6 separate regions of the Mus musculus genome follow, and regions 2, 3, 4, 5 and 6 are each linked to region 1. The links are chromatin contacts, called in public Hi-C, HiChIP or PLAC-seq and Micro-C maps. All regions are on one chromosome and are shown on one strand. The core of a region is the stretch at or near the end of the contact, and the rest is flanking DNA. Distances in the headings are between cores, read along the strand shown. Region 1 overlaps Gm32333 (a long non-coding RNA gene). Region 2 overlaps Prrx1 (paired related homeobox 1). Region 3 overlaps Prrx1 (paired related homeobox 1). Region 4 overlaps Prrx1 (paired related homeobox 1). Region 5 has its middle 70 kb from the start of Gm20471. Region 6 has its middle 8.1 kb from the start of Gm22434.

The links. HiChIP or PLAC-seq counts read pairs in DNA pulled down with a chosen protein or histone mark. Hi-C and Micro-C count contacts between places; a contact is called where the count stands out from the background.
Region 2: a contact with region 1 is called in a CTCF HiChIP or PLAC-seq map of the NIH/3T3 cell line, with 6 read pairs. The contact joins two enhancer-like sites. A contact is called at or near these places in 1 of 15 datasets of contacts at CTCF or cohesin (the NIH/3T3 cell line), 1 of 484 Hi-C or Micro-C datasets (the AtT-20 cell line) and 2 of 115 datasets of contacts at active chromatin or transcription factors (cardiomyocytes and fibro-adipogenic progenitors).
Region 3: a contact with region 1 is called in an H3K27ac HiChIP or PLAC-seq map of embryonic fibroblasts, with 4 times the contacts expected there. The contact joins two enhancer-like sites. A contact is called at or near these places in 1 of 15 datasets of contacts at CTCF or cohesin (the NIH/3T3 cell line), 3 of 484 Hi-C or Micro-C datasets (the C2C12 cell line, adipose-derived mesenchymal stem cells and muscle stem cells), 6 of 115 datasets of contacts at active chromatin or transcription factors (craniofacial prominence, embryonic fibroblasts, embryonic limb bud and 3 more) and 1 of 9 other capture datasets (liver).
Region 4: a Micro-C map of muscle stem cells shows a contact between it and region 1, with 5 times the contacts expected there. The contact joins two enhancer-like sites. A contact is called at or near these places in 1 of 39 promoter capture datasets (the HPC-7 cell line), 2 of 484 Hi-C or Micro-C datasets (the AtT-20 cell line and muscle stem cells), 3 of 115 datasets of contacts at active chromatin or transcription factors (cardiomyocytes, fibro-adipogenic progenitors and vascular smooth muscle cells) and 1 of 9 other capture datasets (liver).
Region 5: a contact with region 1 is called in a Hi-C map of embryonic fibroblasts, with 5 times the contacts expected there. The contact joins two enhancer-like sites. A contact is called at or near these places in 2 of 484 Hi-C or Micro-C datasets (the C2C12 cell line and embryonic fibroblasts).
Region 6: a contact with region 1 is called in a Hi-C map of the C2C12 cell line, with 3 times the contacts expected there. The contact joins two enhancer-like sites. A contact is called at or near these places in 1 of 39 promoter capture datasets (the 3T3-L1 cell line) and 1 of 484 Hi-C or Micro-C datasets (the C2C12 cell line).

The regions. Positions count from the first base shown.
Region 1 is chr1:163,559,875-163,562,574 of GRCm38.p6, forward strand. The region is part of intron 1 of Gm32333 (a long non-coding RNA gene); the gene reads right to left. Among named protein-coding and RNA genes, the nearest start is that of Gm39689, 18 kb to the right of the region's middle. Within about 2 kb of position 1,322, at least 61 of the 459 cell types and tissues checked have an H3K27ac peak or open chromatin away from gene starts, as enhancers often do. A contact at or near this core is called in the C2C12 cell line, the NIH/3T3 cell line, embryonic fibroblasts and 1 more, where this site is marked.
Region 2 is chr1:163,251,559-163,254,258 of GRCm38.p6, forward strand. All of the region lies in intron 3 of Prrx1 (paired related homeobox 1), which reads right to left. Among named protein-coding and RNA genes, the nearest start is that of Gm20471, 27 kb to the right of the region's middle. Within about 2 kb of position 1,388, at least 29 of the 459 cell types and tissues checked have an H3K27ac peak or open chromatin away from gene starts, as enhancers often do. A contact at or near this core is called in the NIH/3T3 cell line, where this site is marked.
Region 3 is chr1:163,290,745-163,293,444 of GRCm38.p6, forward strand. The region is part of intron 1 of Prrx1 (paired related homeobox 1); the gene reads right to left. All of the region lies in intron 2 of Gm20471 (a long non-coding RNA gene), which reads left to right. Among named protein-coding and RNA genes, the nearest start is that of Gm20471, 12 kb to the left of the region's middle. Within about 2 kb of position 1,442, at least 50 of the 459 cell types and tissues checked have an H3K27ac peak or open chromatin away from gene starts, as enhancers often do. A contact at or near this core is called in the C2C12 cell line, the NIH/3T3 cell line and embryonic fibroblasts, where this site is marked.
Region 4 is chr1:163,272,070-163,274,769 of GRCm38.p6, forward strand. The region is part of intron 1 of Prrx1 (paired related homeobox 1); the gene reads right to left. Among named protein-coding and RNA genes, the nearest start is that of Gm20471, 6.6 kb to the right of the region's middle. Within about 2 kb of position 1,287, at least 23 of the 459 cell types and tissues checked have an H3K27ac peak or open chromatin away from gene starts, as enhancers often do. A contact at or near this core is called in muscle stem cells, where this site is marked.
Region 5 is chr1:163,208,344-163,211,043 of GRCm38.p6, forward strand. No RefSeq gene overlaps it. Among named protein-coding and RNA genes, the nearest start is that of Gm20471, 70 kb to the right of the region's middle. Within about 2 kb of position 1,303, at least 28 of the 459 cell types and tissues checked have an H3K27ac peak or open chromatin away from gene starts, as enhancers often do. A contact at or near this core is called in the C2C12 cell line and embryonic fibroblasts, where this site is marked.
Region 6 is chr1:163,124,983-163,127,682 of GRCm38.p6, forward strand. No RefSeq gene overlaps it. Among named protein-coding and RNA genes, the nearest start is that of Gm22434, 8.1 kb to the left of the region's middle. Within about 2 kb of position 1,344, at least 40 of the 459 cell types and tissues checked have an H3K27ac peak or open chromatin away from gene starts, as enhancers often do. A contact at or near this core is called in the C2C12 cell line, where this site is marked.

The sequences.
Region 1 (2,700 bases), core at 72-2,571:
CACCTGCTTGTAATAGAATCCCAAAGGTGTGGCTCCCCAGAGCCTCCTGAAGGCTCTGCCTAGTGGACTGCGCAGCATGCGTCTCACACCTGCAACACATTTGCTTAGAAGTCTAAAAGAAAAACACCCTAACCCACACCCAGGGAGACAGAGATAGAATAGAGCATGGGTCTGGTTTAAATGTATGAATTATTACTCTTGAAAAGGAAATGAGGAGGAAGCTCAGCTACTGTGCATTCAAGCCTAGGTGAAGGAGGTGGGTTTACAGGGGCAGAGCTGAAAGGCTCTTAAGAGAATGGGCATTCAGTTCAGTTGTATGAATTTGTGAAGAAAAAAAAAAAAAGAAGTTTAGCTTTTTGGATCCTCCTTTACCCAACAGTAAATGAAAAATAACATCATCCGGTCCCTTATTGTCACAGTATCATCTGTGTAAATGTAAATTTTCATACTGGGTGTGTTGTAGTCCTTGGAGAAAAAGGAGTTAACACGCGAGCCTAATTCCTAACACAAGAAGTCAGATAAATGTGTTGTCTTTGGCTCTAGCATCTGAATGCGTAATGGCACTCTAATTTATTGCTGGCACAGAAGCCTCTCCTTGACATGAGACTTGCCTCAAAGTGCCATCTCCTTTAAGATATATCCAGCAAGCAGATATCAAACACTCCCTACTGCTTAATTGGCAATACTCACACATTCCTCGGTTTCCATATTGGCTTTAAGTTCTCTGCCAGCGCCACAGAACCTAATTTCCCATATTTTCACTATTATTGTTGCTGTTATTATCATTGTCATAAGCGTGGGTTACTTATCCCAGTAAAAGTGACAGCCTGTGTGTCCAAGCTGGCGCAAGTATTGGAGCATAACTAGCTCTGAGTAGGTTTTCCAAGTCACTGTAGCATGTGACCCTCACAGCCACTGTTTAAAACAGGCCTGAGCTCTTTTGCAATTTAAAAGCAAAGAAATTAAAGCCTAAAATGTCAAAATCACACCACAGTTCAGAGTCTGAGACCGAGGAAGAACTTTAGCTCTGGATATTTAAAAAAAAAAACCAAAAACCAAAAACAAAAAAAACCATTGTAGTTTTGCCTTCTGGTCAATTCTATTCAGTACAGTGAACAGTTTCTCCTCCCCTTATTATTTAATTCAACCAGAAATGTAAAATATGCGGTTTTCTATTTTTAAAAAGCGTTCAGTTTGAAGCTGTGCTCATCTCTATTTTCTGGTGGAGAATTTAAAGTGGCCTGCACTTGGTTGGTTGGCCTTACCCTTGCCAGCCTTGCTGTGGCTTGTAAAATGTTGCATGTTTGGTATGGAAATTACCCAGGGAGTGTGACTCTTCACCCAGACATGCCATGGACGCTGGTGGAGTCAGGGTTTTGCACTGTAACCTCTCCTTTTATGTTGCAGAAGAATTCTCTCTTTCTGTTGACTTTCTTTTTCATTCACTAGAAATGAGTTGCTTACATTCCTCTGACCTGGAGAACAACCTCTCCAGGCGAATTCAATTTGTAACTGTGCTGCCCACACCGTTACAGTGCCTTCCCTCCCTTTTATTTTTAAAGGGATACTGTTCTTGTGATGAGCTGTTATGACATATTTATAGGAAAATAATATTTTATTTAAGGACACTTTTTAAAATGGCCCTTAAAACGAAACAAAATGGCATGGATAAATGCAAAATATATGTGTGTACAATTCATATAGTCCCTGTGATTCAAGATCTCTGCCACCTCTCATGCTGAGAATGCTAAGAACAAAGAGATTTTTATCTCAATTTAAATTCTCTTGACATCTTAAAAAATCAGTTGTAGCAATATTTGTTTCCTAGTCGCCTTCACTAGTGTTGTCTCAGGTTGGCCTCAAGTGATGCTTACAGCCAGATCTGACCCTTATGTGCCCAGCTGGGCTCCAACATTCCCAGGAATTTCAGAGGTTGACAAAACCTGGCTCTAGCTAGAGAGTCACTTCAGCATTGAAGTTTTAACTAGGACACAAAAAAATCAAAGATTTAAAACATAGGAAGTTTTAATTAAACAGTGTTAAGTCCAAAATGTTATGTCTTGTTGTCTGAGGGCATGGACTAAAGGATCAATTGGACAAGAGCTATTTGGGCAATGAAAGTCTTTTGCTGACCAGTAAGATTAGAGGCCTTTGAAGCTGAACTTACTGCTGATATTTTCTTTCCATCATGTTGATTGATATCTCTCTGTTTATTTATTTCATTAACAGATATCTGGTGCTTCTCATTGTCTTAAAACTCCAGTGTTTTCCGGAGCTCATGGTCAACTGGCCAGGAATGATCCTTTGGACAAGCAGTCAGAACACTAATGCAAGTGGCCCTGTGATTCACTTTTAAAAGTTTTGCAACACACAAGATTAGGATAAGGCCACAGACTGAACTCCAAAAAGGAACAAGAAAACTTCAAACTCTAAGTGATAAAAATTTTAAGTCATGGTGAATTATCAACATAGCTACCACACACCAGAGTATTATTTTGGATTATGTTCATTTATCAGTTCAATGAGTCCTCACAATAACATTATTACTTCCACTTTCCAGTGAAGGAAATGCTCAAAGATTAAATAACGCTCTCAAGGGCAGGGCCCCAGATGTGACTCACTCCAGACAAGCCAAACCCTGCATTATCTCACCAGGGTTATCTTACAACATAAATCACAGCAGAAGGCAACACACAGCAG
Region 2 (2,700 bases), core at 138-2,637, 310 kb before region 1:
TTTATAGATGCTTAAGGAAGTCATGAACATCCAACCATTGTGTTAATGTATTATAGCATTCGGTAGCTGAATATGTAGGTTACAAAGAACTGACATCATCTCTATTCTCTACCTCTTAATAAATATTTAAGATGGCCCCATAAGTCAGACTTTCAGTGACATTTTATATACCTCCTTCCAGGTGTTTGGCATGGGTCTACCTTTACAGCTCAAGCTAAATGTGCAATATAGGCAAGCCAGCAGCAGCTTTTTGACATACCCATGACAAACAAGACTCATTACCAGTCAGAAAAGAGAGAATTAACTACTGGTGTGTTACTGGGTAACTAACTGGGTGTCTAAAGAGTTGCTTAGTCATGCTTTAAACATGGCATTGGGATATGGAAGACTTGCTTGCTTAAGTGACAACAGATGCAGGAGAGCTTTGGACGACTGCCAATCCAAGAGACTGTTCATGACCACCTGTTTTCTAGGTCATGGAAACTTCTGCTTTAGGAAACAAAAGAATCCTAAAATCTCTTCCCACCAGAAGGACATCCACAAAGGTAACTAATTGATTTCAACCAATTCATGGGCCAATTCAGTCAATGTAAAATTACTATTTGTTGCTTCACAGAATGAAACTTCCTAGAGTTGAGGGTGAGAGGAAACTTCCTAGAGTAGAGACAGACAGAGAGAGAGAGAGAGAGAGAGAGAGAGAGAGAGAGAGAGAGAGAGAGAGAGGTACTTAGTGAAGTGTATTAGCTAAACACAGGACAACCACCAAGAGCCCGGTGAACAGACAGACATCCAAGTCCTGTATGCAGGAACTCATCTGAGCTGAGTCCTGGGACTGAGGTTTAAAAGATTGGCTAATGTACCATTTCTATTGAATTTTTAACAAAGGTCTTTGTAACCAAGAAGCTGCATTGCCAAACAAAGCATATGGACACATTAGGGATGTGAACGAAAGGCTTGTCTTCCATCTGCTGACTCATCAAGTCTGCAGTGGGACTTCGCAGAGCTGACACGTTTCTGGAAGCATGAAGTTCTCCCTCTTCCTTATTTGGAGATTCCAAGCAGATGCAACCCAGCAGAGTGCTAACCCTACCAGCAGGATTAGATGATTGTTTCCTCCGGAGACAAGTCATTTAAGACCAATTCAACTTTCTCTGAAAGATCGCCAATACCAAGGAAGTACAGCAAATACTCTCAATGGTTTGCTTTCTAATCACCCATAGGGTCAGTCCTGTAAATCACAAAACAACTGGGGAGAAAAACGTAGTGCCTGACTCAATCTTTAATGCTATTTTTTGTTCAGCCTTTTCGAATAAATGATGACAAGCAGCTTAAGGCATCATCGTGATTGTGGATGACAAGCAGCTTAAAGCATCCTCATGATTGTGGCAGCCTGAGAAGCATGGGCATGGTCCTTAGAATCCAGGTTTCCACCCCCTCAGGACTGCCTCTCACAGGCTCTGCTTCACTGTTTTCTGGATTCTGAAATACAGAGGTCAGAGGCCATCTCTTTGGTTTGTCGTCTTGTCAAGGCAAGAGCAATAGAGGTATGTGTGTGTCATCTAAGAAAATTTTCAGTCATCCTAGGAAAACTTACTTCTAAAGAGAGATTCCATGAAGCCTTTGGAGGCATGCCTGTGCAACTTAAATCATCATGTCTTGCTTCTACTTGAAATGCAGAAGCTGAGTTTTAAAATGTAGCCTTGGCTTTCTTGAAGTGGACACATGGGACCACTTCTCATTGGTAAGGCTTTGGTTCCTATCGCTTGTTCTGTTCCATCCCTCTATAATGTTTAACTTTTCTTTCTAGAAATATCTCTCTACTGCCACCAGATCTTTTGCATTTCTCTGATCTCAGTATTGAGTATACATACTACATTGTTTATCCCTGGGTTCCAAACTCCCTTGTGAGGCATACAATAGGCAAGGTATACCTAGCTCTATTTTAAAATATTAAGTTACAAGATAAATCAACTATGGTACTGGCCTGAGAAACCACAGAATCAGGATAATAACATAGTCAGACCCCTGGCTCATACTCTGATATCTGAAGTCACCCCAGTCAAAGTTTGTAAATGGGATCCCCATGAGAATGACTTCAGTGGAGCAACCGAGAGATGCAGAATTCCAACTCCACTCTAGACTTACTGGATCAGAGTCTTCATAGGCTCAGCCCAGTGATCCCTGAATGTAGCTGTGTCTGAGGGAGGCTGTTTTACCAACTCTTACACTCCCTCAGTTGGGCAGGCTTTTTTACATTCTTGACTTCTAATTCCCCATATGGAGACCTCCACTGCTTACATTTCTAGGATGCCTTTCCTCAGTTTCTTTAAAAAAACAACAAAAAAACAAGAACGAAAACCCTAATTCACCCTTAAGCCCTACCCCAGAAGCCACCCTCCTGCCCATCTGACAAGTTACCTTTTCAGTGTCTTCCGTTAGAATCCGTTATGAAGCCCCTCGTGTAAACAACATCTTGGGAGGGACGAAGATCTATTTTTGAAAGTGTGAAAGGGAGAAATGAGCCAAATGCGTTGAGCAGATGTCAGCAGCACCATGACCAAGACCACCAGAGGGGAGGGGCACTGTACAAGAGGAATCAGCCTCTTTCCCTTGCCACTATGCAAGTCCAGCCCTCCCTCTACAATTGGCACTCCTGACCAGTACTACAGAGCCAAGCCATTCACTGTCTACCTCTTGTAG
Region 3 (2,700 bases), core at 192-2,691, 270 kb before region 1:
AATTAAGAGGTGACTGCTTGTCCTGGATGTCTCTCAAGGAATCCACTGTACAAGCTGCTGCAGCCTGTTTGTCTTGTAACCATGTTAAATGTCATCCACCTCTCTCCCTGATCTCGTCAAATCGCTCCTCCAACCCCAAAAGGCTAGAATTCAAGTAAGTGTCAGAAGTGGCTAGCCTTAGCCAGCCATCTTTCCTAGCCCATTCCCTGAGGCACTGTAGTACTCTCAGACTTTTGACCTTGCTGAAACCACAGGAGAAATCTTTTTCCTCACAGTTCCTTCTCCCTTCCTGCTCCCTCTCCTCCTCAAGCCACCACGACTCCTTTTAAAGAAAGGATGAGCTGTAAAACAGAGCTGCCTATTTTTGCTTTCTTAGGTTTCTGGTCCCTAGGGCCCAAAGGTTTTTTCCCAAGCTATCATTCCCTACTCTCTAAATTATAAAAAAGAAAGAAGAAGAGAAGGAAGAGGAGGAGGAAAAGAACATAAGACATAGGTTGTGATAATGTTTTTGCATTTTTAATGAAAAACATGCCAATATTTATTGATTTTTCAGTCTTTTAAAAAGATTTCTGTTTTTAAATTCTCTCTCTCTCTCTCTCTCTCTCTCTCTCTCTCTCTCTCTCTCTCTCTCTCTGTGTGTGTGTGTGTGTGTGTGTGTGTGCAGATATTCATGGTGGCCAGAAGCATCAGAGCCTTTTGAATATGGAGTTCCAGTCACTGGTAGGCTGCCCCTTGTAGGTGCTAGGGACAGAATTCAAATCCCCTGGAAGAGTACCGAGCAGTTCTAACTGCTAAGTCATCTCTCCAGCCTCACTGCAAATCGTGTGTGAGTTGAACACCAGTGAAAAGAGCCAGAGCAGAAACCTAGCAGGCAAAGGCACAATGTCAACTGCTACCAAGGGCATCCATGAGACTCCACTCAGTCCTCGAGGTCTCGTAGGATTGAACAGGTACCTCACCAACTGAATCTGCTTGTTTGCTGTTTACGTTAGTCTTAATGCACAATGTTTGGACTTGTAAAAGGAAAAGAATATGGCACTACACTCCAAGTACCAATCAGATATCACCTCCTCCCAAAAGCCTTCCTTCTGATTCTCTGGTAAATATCAAAGGGTTGCCCTCCAAGCCTATAACAGTTTGTTATTTATATGGAAATTTCCACTAGACCTCAAACTATACATAGACTTTTTGGCTTAAACAAACTCAACCAAGCATGAACATTTTTCATTTTCTTAATATGCAGAGGCCATCAGTGGCACCCTTAGGCAGAAATGAAAGTGGAACTGAAATGTAAATGGTGTGACTCCAAATGCCAACTCTTTATTCTCTATCTATCCAAATGAATACTTTTCAAACTAATGAGATTGGCTCAAGGCACTTTCCTCCATGACTCATATCCTCTGAGTTCGTCTTACGGAAGGGCTAGCTTCCAGTCAACCTGCTGGCCCTAGCCAGCTGCTGATGCAAGCTGAAGTCACCTTTTTGACATTGCATCTCAAACTCAGGGTGCAGGCTTGAGCCATGTCACATCATCCCCTTTCTTCCTGTATCAGGAAATGAACCTGGTTGATTGGTCCAGCCCCATAGGTGTAAACTAGCTTATCCTGACCCAATTTCCACTTTTATTTTTTTCATTAATGAAGACATCTGGGGAGGCTCAGAGTTTGAAGACATGAACCTCAAATAAGCAAGACCTTATGAAAAAGCTGATCTTTCAGCCTTAGGCAAAATGTAGATTAAATTTCCTGTGCTGAGCAGTGAATACATTTTAAAGCATGTGAGAAGATTCAGAATGCTGAGACAGAAGAGAGACAGAGATAGTCTTGCTTCTTTTTCGAGATATTCTAAGAATCTGAGTGCTTAAGAAATCTGGAGTAGAAAATATTCTGCAAAAGCTACAGTTTCTTCTGGTGATTCCAAATTAATGGCGTCTTACAGATTTGAAATTGACATGGTTTGAAATTATATCAGGCTCATAGAAAGTATCCTAGAAAAATTTGATCAAGCCTTCTATGAGACAGCATGCGTGCCCTGGGGGAAAAAAATGGATGTTTACACAGGCATTTGGAATGAAGACAAGAAGAAAATGGAGGAAGTATGGAAGCTTTGAGCTGTGTCTAGCTCTGTAGTTCTCAACCTTCCAAACCTTCCAAACGCTGTACAGTTCCTCATGTTGTAGTGATCTCTGACCATAAAATTATTTTGTAGCTACTTCATAACTACAATTTCTTTACTGTTATTAATCATAACAGAAATATTATTTAATATGTAGGATAATCAATGTGTGATCCCCATAGGGGTCACAGCTTACAAGCTGAGAACCACTGGTCTAGCAGAAGTCTTGAGACACCATTGCATGGTAGGGAAAAGGCAAGCAGGATGAAGCATCAGTGATGTTGGGATTGAACATATTAAAGGCAGGCTACTTAGGTATTGTACTCAGTTTGTCCCTTGGGCAAGAGGATGTGCCAGATACTCCTTCACTGTTGTCCAAATTGCTTAGGTGGGACTTACCACAACAAATATTTGCGATTGGAATGACTACTGCTAGGCAAACGTTTCTGGTTTCAGCCCTTCTGAAGTATGATTTCAGTTTCATTGTTGGGAGAAATGATCTGACTAATCTATGACCTTCGATTCCACTAACACACACCCCTTAAAGAGGAGGGGCTCAGAACCAGGAAATAAGTAACTTCTTGG
Region 4 (2,700 bases), core at 37-2,536, 290 kb before region 1:
CTTAATGGCCACCAGAGCCAGCGGTAGGCAAGGGAGGAGGCCTGAGGTATCATGTGCTAGGGTAGAGACACAACCTTCATGAGCTTCATTCTCTAAGGTTGGAATCTCAACATCCTTCCTCAGTTTTAGCACCACTTTCTCTCCATTCTCTCCACCCTAGTCGTAGCACCAATGATGACCACCATCTTCATTTTCATACTTCAATTGTGTCTGTTGTGGCCTAACAAAACATCCTTGGCCTTACTCTTATCCATACACTTTACGTCAGTGGTGCCTTCTCCTCTTGGAAGTCTTATCTTCCTGCTTTCTCTTCGCATGAACCTCCTCCACCAAGCATTGTTTACCCAACTCCCAGAGTTTTAACCCATGTTATAACCTTGTGACCCCCTTATGGCAATCTGTAACATCTTATATTCATGGTTGGCATAGTAGACTGTTATGTCTGGAAGGCAAGGAAAAAGTCTGGATGGACTTTGTCTGACTTGTTAAGTGTGATATTGTGGCATCTAGAAATAGTACCCAGTACAGTTTAGGAACTGTTCTTAGAATACCTAAAGGTATACATTAAACTGGTTAGTGAAAATGCTCTTTATGACCTACCCACTTCACACTTAGCTACCAAACATGGCAAGTCTTTCACTGTAGTGAACCTTATAAATGTCTTCAGATCTTTGATGTACCTTTTCACTCAGTGGCTTTCCATCAGAAATGGAACTCTTGAAGGCAGATGAAGTAAATGTAATACCACAGTCCTAGTAGCCTTTAATAAATGTTAGACTCTGATAGTAGGGGCACTACGGAATTATTGACCAGTTTGGTCTTGTGAAGAAGGCAAAGGAAATCTTGAAAGATGGCTCAGTACAGCTCTTTCTGTGTTCTAAAAGTCATGTGTACTTCCGATTGTTTTAAGTCAGTCATCCCTAGGCACTGTGTTTGCTATTACCTTTCCCTGGCAAAGAAAGCTCTGGCGAAAGCTTAGATAATTGCCTCTCTAACATACAGGAACATGACTGCCTACCAACCACTTCTAACCTTAACTAGATGATGAACCTTAACTAGATGGAGAATCCCTTCCCCAGGGATTTTCAAATGTCTTAACTAACAAGGAAGTTGATGTACTGAGGGTATAAGAGAAAAAGAAAGTTATATTTGAGCAAAACTCCCCCTAAACTCCATGTTGGACAATCTTATTCCATTGAGTCATGTGCCCTGGTTTTAAGCACCCTAAGGAAGTCCTTGTTAGTAGATGTTCTGGGGTGGAGACTATGTGAGAGACCTGTGTGTCACTGTGACTCACATCATGACCACATGTCCACACCCTAGCATCTGAAAGCCAGTAGAAGGAAGTCATGCTATCCCAAGAAGCCACGGTAGAGGATGTCCATTAAAAAGGCTTTATTGATTAGAAGAGGATGTCACTATTTCAGTGTCCCCTGGGGTACTCCCTCAGCGTCGGTTTTCAGTATGCCTCCCATGTCACACACTTTTCTTTCCAGATCCGTGGGCTTTTTCTCTGCTTCAGTATCTCATGAAAACTTTCTGACTTTTCAATTTCTTTTAAGGAAGACTTTTAAAAAGTTTTAATTTTTTTTTAAATTTTGAGACAGGGTCTCTCAATGTGGCTCTGTCTGTCCTGAAACTCCCTCTGTAGACTAGGCTGGGCTTAAACTGAACTCAGAACACCTGCTTCTGCCTCCCAAATGCTGGGATTAAAGGAATGAACCACTACCACCCAAGTAAGGAATGATTCTTTTTTTTTAAACTATTTTTAAATTATGTGTTATGTGTGTGAATGGGTTTGTGCACATGAGTGCAGGCACCTGTAGAGTTCAGGGGTGTGTTAGAAGATCCTCCTTGAAGCTTGAATTGCAGATGGCTATGAGGTCTTCAATGTTGGTTGGAAAATAACTTGGTTTCCTTGCAAGAGCATTATGAGATCTTAATCTCTGAGTGCCCCAATGGGTGATCCAAGCATAAATGGTAGACATAAGAGCAACAACAGTAAGTGGAGTCAGCAGCGTGTCACACACACACACACACACACACACACACACACACAAGGTCAGAAAATCCACAGCTGAACTAATAACAACAGTGCTATAAATTTAAGAACTCCAGGCACATCCAACTGTCCATGGTGGAAAGGCCCAGACTGCTGCATTGTGAAAGATTTACTTATTTGAACTGTCTGCATAGCCCACTAAAGCTGCTGAGTCCTATCATCATTACCTGGTCGGATACTAACTATATCTGGTAACTCACTTTGACATATTAGTTGCTGGTGGGAGTTCCCAGATAATGGTTCACATGTCACTGCCAGCTGGACTTAGCTTCAAAACAAAGGAACATTTAAATAGGTATTTCAGACGTTTGAAATTTAAATAAAGCAAGGCAGAGTATGTAGAGTTCCAAGTGAAGCCAACTGGCACATTGCATTGGTTGGCATGACCAAACACCACATCAATGAGATCTTAAATCATTGTACAATTCAAGCATGGAAAAAAATGGAAGTTAATGGAGACATTGTAGACAAATCACACAAAGAAAAAAACCCTTCCATTAAAATTTGAGTGTTTATACATTGACACTGAGACCACCCCAGTCCCACTAGAACCCAAATGATATATGCACCTTTGGAGCCATTTGTGGTGTATATTTCAAAGTTCTGAGCTAAGCCACTATGCAAGTTTTATGGGTCCC
Region 5 (2,700 bases), core at 53-2,552, 350 kb before region 1:
CTCTGGCTGATAATGTCATGGAATGGAGACCTCTTAAACTATTTTGCTCTCCAAATCAAATTTGTAATTTACCCATTTACTTTCCTTGACACCTCTGCCATAGTCACCCTCCTGTGATATTTGTGTCTGCTTCTCTATGTAATTCTGAGATATTGCTAAGGCTTTTTCTTGGCCAATGTGACTTGGTGCGGTTTGGTTTGGTTCTCCCACCCTGCCCATGAGAGTGAGGGTAGGACATGTGAAAAAGTTCAAAGTTACTGTTAAAAACTTTGAATTGCTATCCACTTTATTCACTGAATTGGGATCTCACACTAAACCCAGGAATTACCAGTTCTGAGTAGTACAGATAGCCAGCTTGCCCAAGGATCCTGTCTCTACTTCCCCTGTACAGAGAACCACCATGCCTGTGCGGTCAGGGGGATCCAGTCTTCATGCTTCCAAGGCAAGTGCTTTGTCTACTGAGGCATTGCTGTAGGCTCTGGTTTTATTCTATAACCTAATTTCAGATTGTGTTGACAAACATAGCCAAGTTGTCATCTTCAAATAAGATGAAGATACAAGAAATGAGACAGATGTGACAGAATTGATCAATATCTTGGGATCTAATAGTGGCTTTTCCCACCCAGAGCTTTTTTTTTTTTTTTCCCTGCTCAAGGCTCATTTGGATGATTGGCAGACTGGCCCACTGTGACATTATCTCTCTTTTGCTTTGCTTGGCAGAAGCACTCACGTTGTGTGACATCACATGAGCGCTAATTTAAAAATTACAGTCAGAGATGACACACGGGGATTGAATTCTGTAGCAGTGACTCTAGCCATGAGCTTAGATCTCCTTTTGTTTCTCTTGGAACCTAACATGTACTAAATCTTCTGACCAAAAAACTGAAAAACAAAGAAAAAATATTCTCTGTTGACTTCTGTGCCTACCCGCAGATAAATCTTTAAAGTGTACATTGAATAACGGTAACCAAGCCAACAGTGCGATACAATGTAAACACTTCAAAGAAAATAAAAGTCAAGTATGGCCAGCTTGTTATTTGACACTGTGAGAACCTAGGCTGGACCAAAGACGGGGCTCTTACTAAGCCTCACCGCATACCTGACATCAGAATAAGTCACTCAGAAAGAGTGTAGCCAACACCATGACTTTCTCTAAACATTTCCCCCAAGTGTCCTTTAGAGGAAGTTTGAATTTCACTTCTTCAGGCTAAAATGAAATTCCTTAAATCTTCCCTTGCATGACTTGTTTTGAAACAGAATAAGCTTTCTCCTTGATTGACCAAAATAATTATGCCTGTGTGCGGTTTCCAAGATTTAAATTGGGAATAAATCTTAGCAGGAAAAAAAAATCTGGCAATGTGCTTTGCTGGGTATAAAGAAACGGAGGCAGGAGACTTTGAAAGTTTTAAAGAGAACGCAGTCTTTTTTGCACACGAGCTATGGCACTGCCGTCTGGGCATGTCTTATTATTACCATTCATCCTGGGTCACAAAAGCATGCGCAACACCCCAGCATGCCTGTGCTCCGGACAGTAGGGACATTTCATTGTCTTTAACCTTCTAAAGTCTTTTCTAGTCTCTAATTTTCAATGTCTCCTCCTACATTTTAAACTTATGATTCCTACTTTTTTTTAAAAAATTTAACATATTTAGAATTTTCCTCTTTGAAAAAAAATTACTTTTTAAAAATCATTATTATTGGTGGTGGTGGTGGTGGTGGTGGTGGTGGTGGTGGTGGTGGTGTGTGTGTGTGTGTGTGTGTGTGTGTGCGCGTGTGTCTGTGTGTGTTTATGTACACATGAATGCAGGTACCCTCAGAGGCTGGAGGGGACAGATCCTCTGGAACTGCAGGGATGGGCAATTGTAAACTGCCCAGTGTAGGTGCTGGGAACTGAACTCAGGTCCTGTGCAAGAGCAGCACGCACTCTTACCTGCTGAGCTTTCTCTCCAGTTTGATTTTGACTTTCGTCATTAGACAAGAATCTAAATGTTTTCCCGAAATACTAAATTTAACCATAGTCCTATCTCTAGTGAATGATACTTTGTTTATATGCATATAAAGGTAAAGAAAAGCAGTAGTGAGATCCTCGGACATCAGTGTGACCTGCTAACTATGTCAATTGATACCTTTCCTAATAAAACTAAGCAACTATATTGGTATAAAGATAGTTGAATGAAAAGTCATCAGTAATTGTTATCTTGCAGGGAAATGTCCTTAAAGATAGGAAAGCCCTCTGCCACATATGTGGACAGAGCCATAGGTCCTTCCATGTGTACTCTCTGGTTGGTGGCCCAGTTCCTGGCAGCTCCAGGGGCCTGGCCAGTTGACACTATTGCTCCCCCACCATGGGGCTGCAAACCCCCTCAGCTTCTTCAGTCCCTTCTCCATCTCCTCCAACCGGGGACGCCACACTCAGTCCAATGGTTGGCTGTGAGCATCCACCTCTGTTTGTCAGGCTCTGTGTAGGAGGATACCAGGGCAGGAAGGCAAGGGTGGGTGGGGGAGCACCCTCATAGAGGCAGGGGAGGGGGGAGGAGATAGGGGGTTTCTGAAGGGGAGACCTGGAAAAGAGAAACCGTTTGCTAAAGATTGAAGTATAGGAATAAGTACGTGCACACTTGGATCATACACATGTTCGTATTTTGTGAGCACTTCCTCTTCACTTCCTCTTCCTGTCTAATGAGGTGACGAATCATGATG
Region 6 (2,700 bases), core at 94-2,593, 430 kb before region 1:
CTCTTTTGCATCCTTTCTCCTCCCTTCCCCCCACTTCTGTGTTGTTCCATTTAGAAAGAAATGTGGCCCCCATGCTGGACTATGTAGTGTCCCGCCCCTGTGTGGCTGGATAGATTGATTATTCTCCATGCAGCTGTGTATTTAGGTTAGCTTGCACTATGCTATGAAGAGCCAATCATGGAAGACAAAGTCTGAAAACCTTTCCCAAAGCAGTGGTCAACATCAGGATGTTCTCATATGACTTAGCCAAGAAGGACTGAAGAGCTAGTATATGGCTCTTGCTTAGGCTTGCTCAGTTATTTCTTTATCCAGAGATCCCTGAGATGGGGATTCGGTAAGATTTAGACATACAAATATCCTGAGATCCTTAACAGTTTCAAATTCACCCTCTGAAAATAGTATAGATGTTGTAACTACGGTCTTTGGGGCCAGGTGACATGCCACTGGTTATAAACTTATTTAGTGAAATGCCAGGAAATGGAATAGCTAACATATCTCATCCAGGTATATGTCCAGGTCCTGTTAAGTCTCCAGCTTCTTGTGTGCATACCTCGATCTGTTGCCTTTGAAGAATGTACTTTTTCAGGTCCAGATTCTCTAGTGTGATTTTTAAGACAAACTGCATTAACACAGAAAGCAGACATTTTGGAGTCAGGAGGAATTCTTTCTATGATTTTTCAGCTCTGCAACCCAAGAACATGAATTTTCTGAGACTCACATTTTTCATTTGTAAAATAAATGAAATATATTCCTTTCAAAGGGTCTTTATGAGGTAAGTCTAAAGCTCCTTAGTCTAATTCTTGGAATATAGTAGACACTCACCACCACAGGCTAAGACTTTTGCCGTTGTTCTTAGTCCTTTCAACTCATAAATTCACATTCATTTCTTCTCCACTTACCCTCCATGCATACACATCTCTCCCTCCCTCCCAATCCCCTTCCCTTTCCCACTTCCTCTCCATTCCCATATAGTGTGTGTGTGTGTGTGTGTGTGTGTGTGTGTGTGTGTGTATACTAAATTCAAATATGTAATGTTGTCTGGGCAGAGATATGTCTGACTTCTCATGATAGTGTACTGTGGCTATGGATGGAGAAATTATTGATATTATCAAGCAGTAAATGAGAGGCTGATCAATTAGAGCTATTCGAAGGCAGAGTTAGTATTTGTAGTTTGCTCATGAATCATTAGTCTGCCAAAACTGAGCTGTGTCATAGCCACTGATGCCAGCCTCCAGGGCATAGCATTCAGCTCCATCTTGGAGCACATCCTTTTAGCAGGGACTCAGTGCTAGTGTTCTTAGATGCTCAGTCACTGCTCACTGTGCAACTGAGCATGTGTTGGCACTCCTTCCCAACCTTACACTCCTCCCTCCCTCCACTCTGGCTTTTGTTGTGTCACCCTGTACCATATCGCATATGCTTTTCCCACAGGAATTTTTCAACTGATTTCTGGAAATTTTGAAATGGGAATAAATTAGGCAAGCTTGGGGGAAGATTTTATTACACTTCTATTTGAATCATCAGATGAGGAAAGCCTGGGATAGATGTGTGGTTTCTCTCTACTGCCAAGTTCATCCAACCTGATAGGATAACGTTCAACTCCAAAAGAAAAAAGCAAAACAAAACAAAACTGCATTACTGACTCTCATGATCCCTGGGAAATGATTAGAATATATGCTTCTTGGATGGAGCCCATGAGATCTGAAAACCACAGATATGCAAAGCCTCGGGAAACTCGACTGAAAAGATATGGTTGCTATGAACAGCTCAGTCAGTCAGCATAAAGCTTAAGGAACGTCAAGGCAGAGGTGGGGATGAGAGCCATCGTTCCCTACATGATGAGGTGGTTTCAGGTTTTTAAATATGTGACCATGAGTTTGGCGTGTCAGAGGCAAGCCTTTCTAAATGACACTTGGAGCAGTCATGGACGATAACAGGAAGCAGATGTGAATACTGACTTTAAGTCAGACCTGGGTTCATAATCACATCCGGGGGGATTACTAGCTGATGAGCCCTAGCAAGGGATTTTCCCATACTCAAGTTCCTGCTCCTCCTCCTCCGAACACTGGTAACATTAAATATCTCCTTCCCTGGGTTTTGTTTATTTGTTTGTTTTGAAGATTAGAGAACTCATGTGTAAAACATTCATCAGAGCCAGTGGGATTTATTAGAAGCCCAGCAAATGGCAGGCTCCTTAGATGGTGGCCAACACACATATGCTTGCTGAGTTAAATTAATCAAGTATTTATTAAACACCAAGTCTGCAGCAGACACTGTATGTAGGCCCAGAGAGGAAAATAACACAGTCTAAGCACCTGATCTATCTTCCAGTTGTTTACAGTCAGGGTACCTTTCCTTTTTCTTTTTATTATTAGTCTTTTGGAATCTGACTTTTGTTAGCATAAAGCTTTGAGAATTTTTCCATGCTATGTGGAGTCTGAAGATTTTTTTTAATTTTTGAGATTACAATATAATTACATTTCTCCTTTACCTTTCCTCCTTCTAAATTCTCCCATATACCCTGCCTTCTCTTTTTCAAATTCGTGACCTCTTTTTTCACTAATTTTTATTCCATGCATATGCACACACACATAGAGAGATGTTTACATATTCCTAAATATAATTTGCTTAGTCCATATAAAATTACTTGTATGAATGTTTTATGGGCTGACCATTTGGGACTGAACAAACAATTGGCGT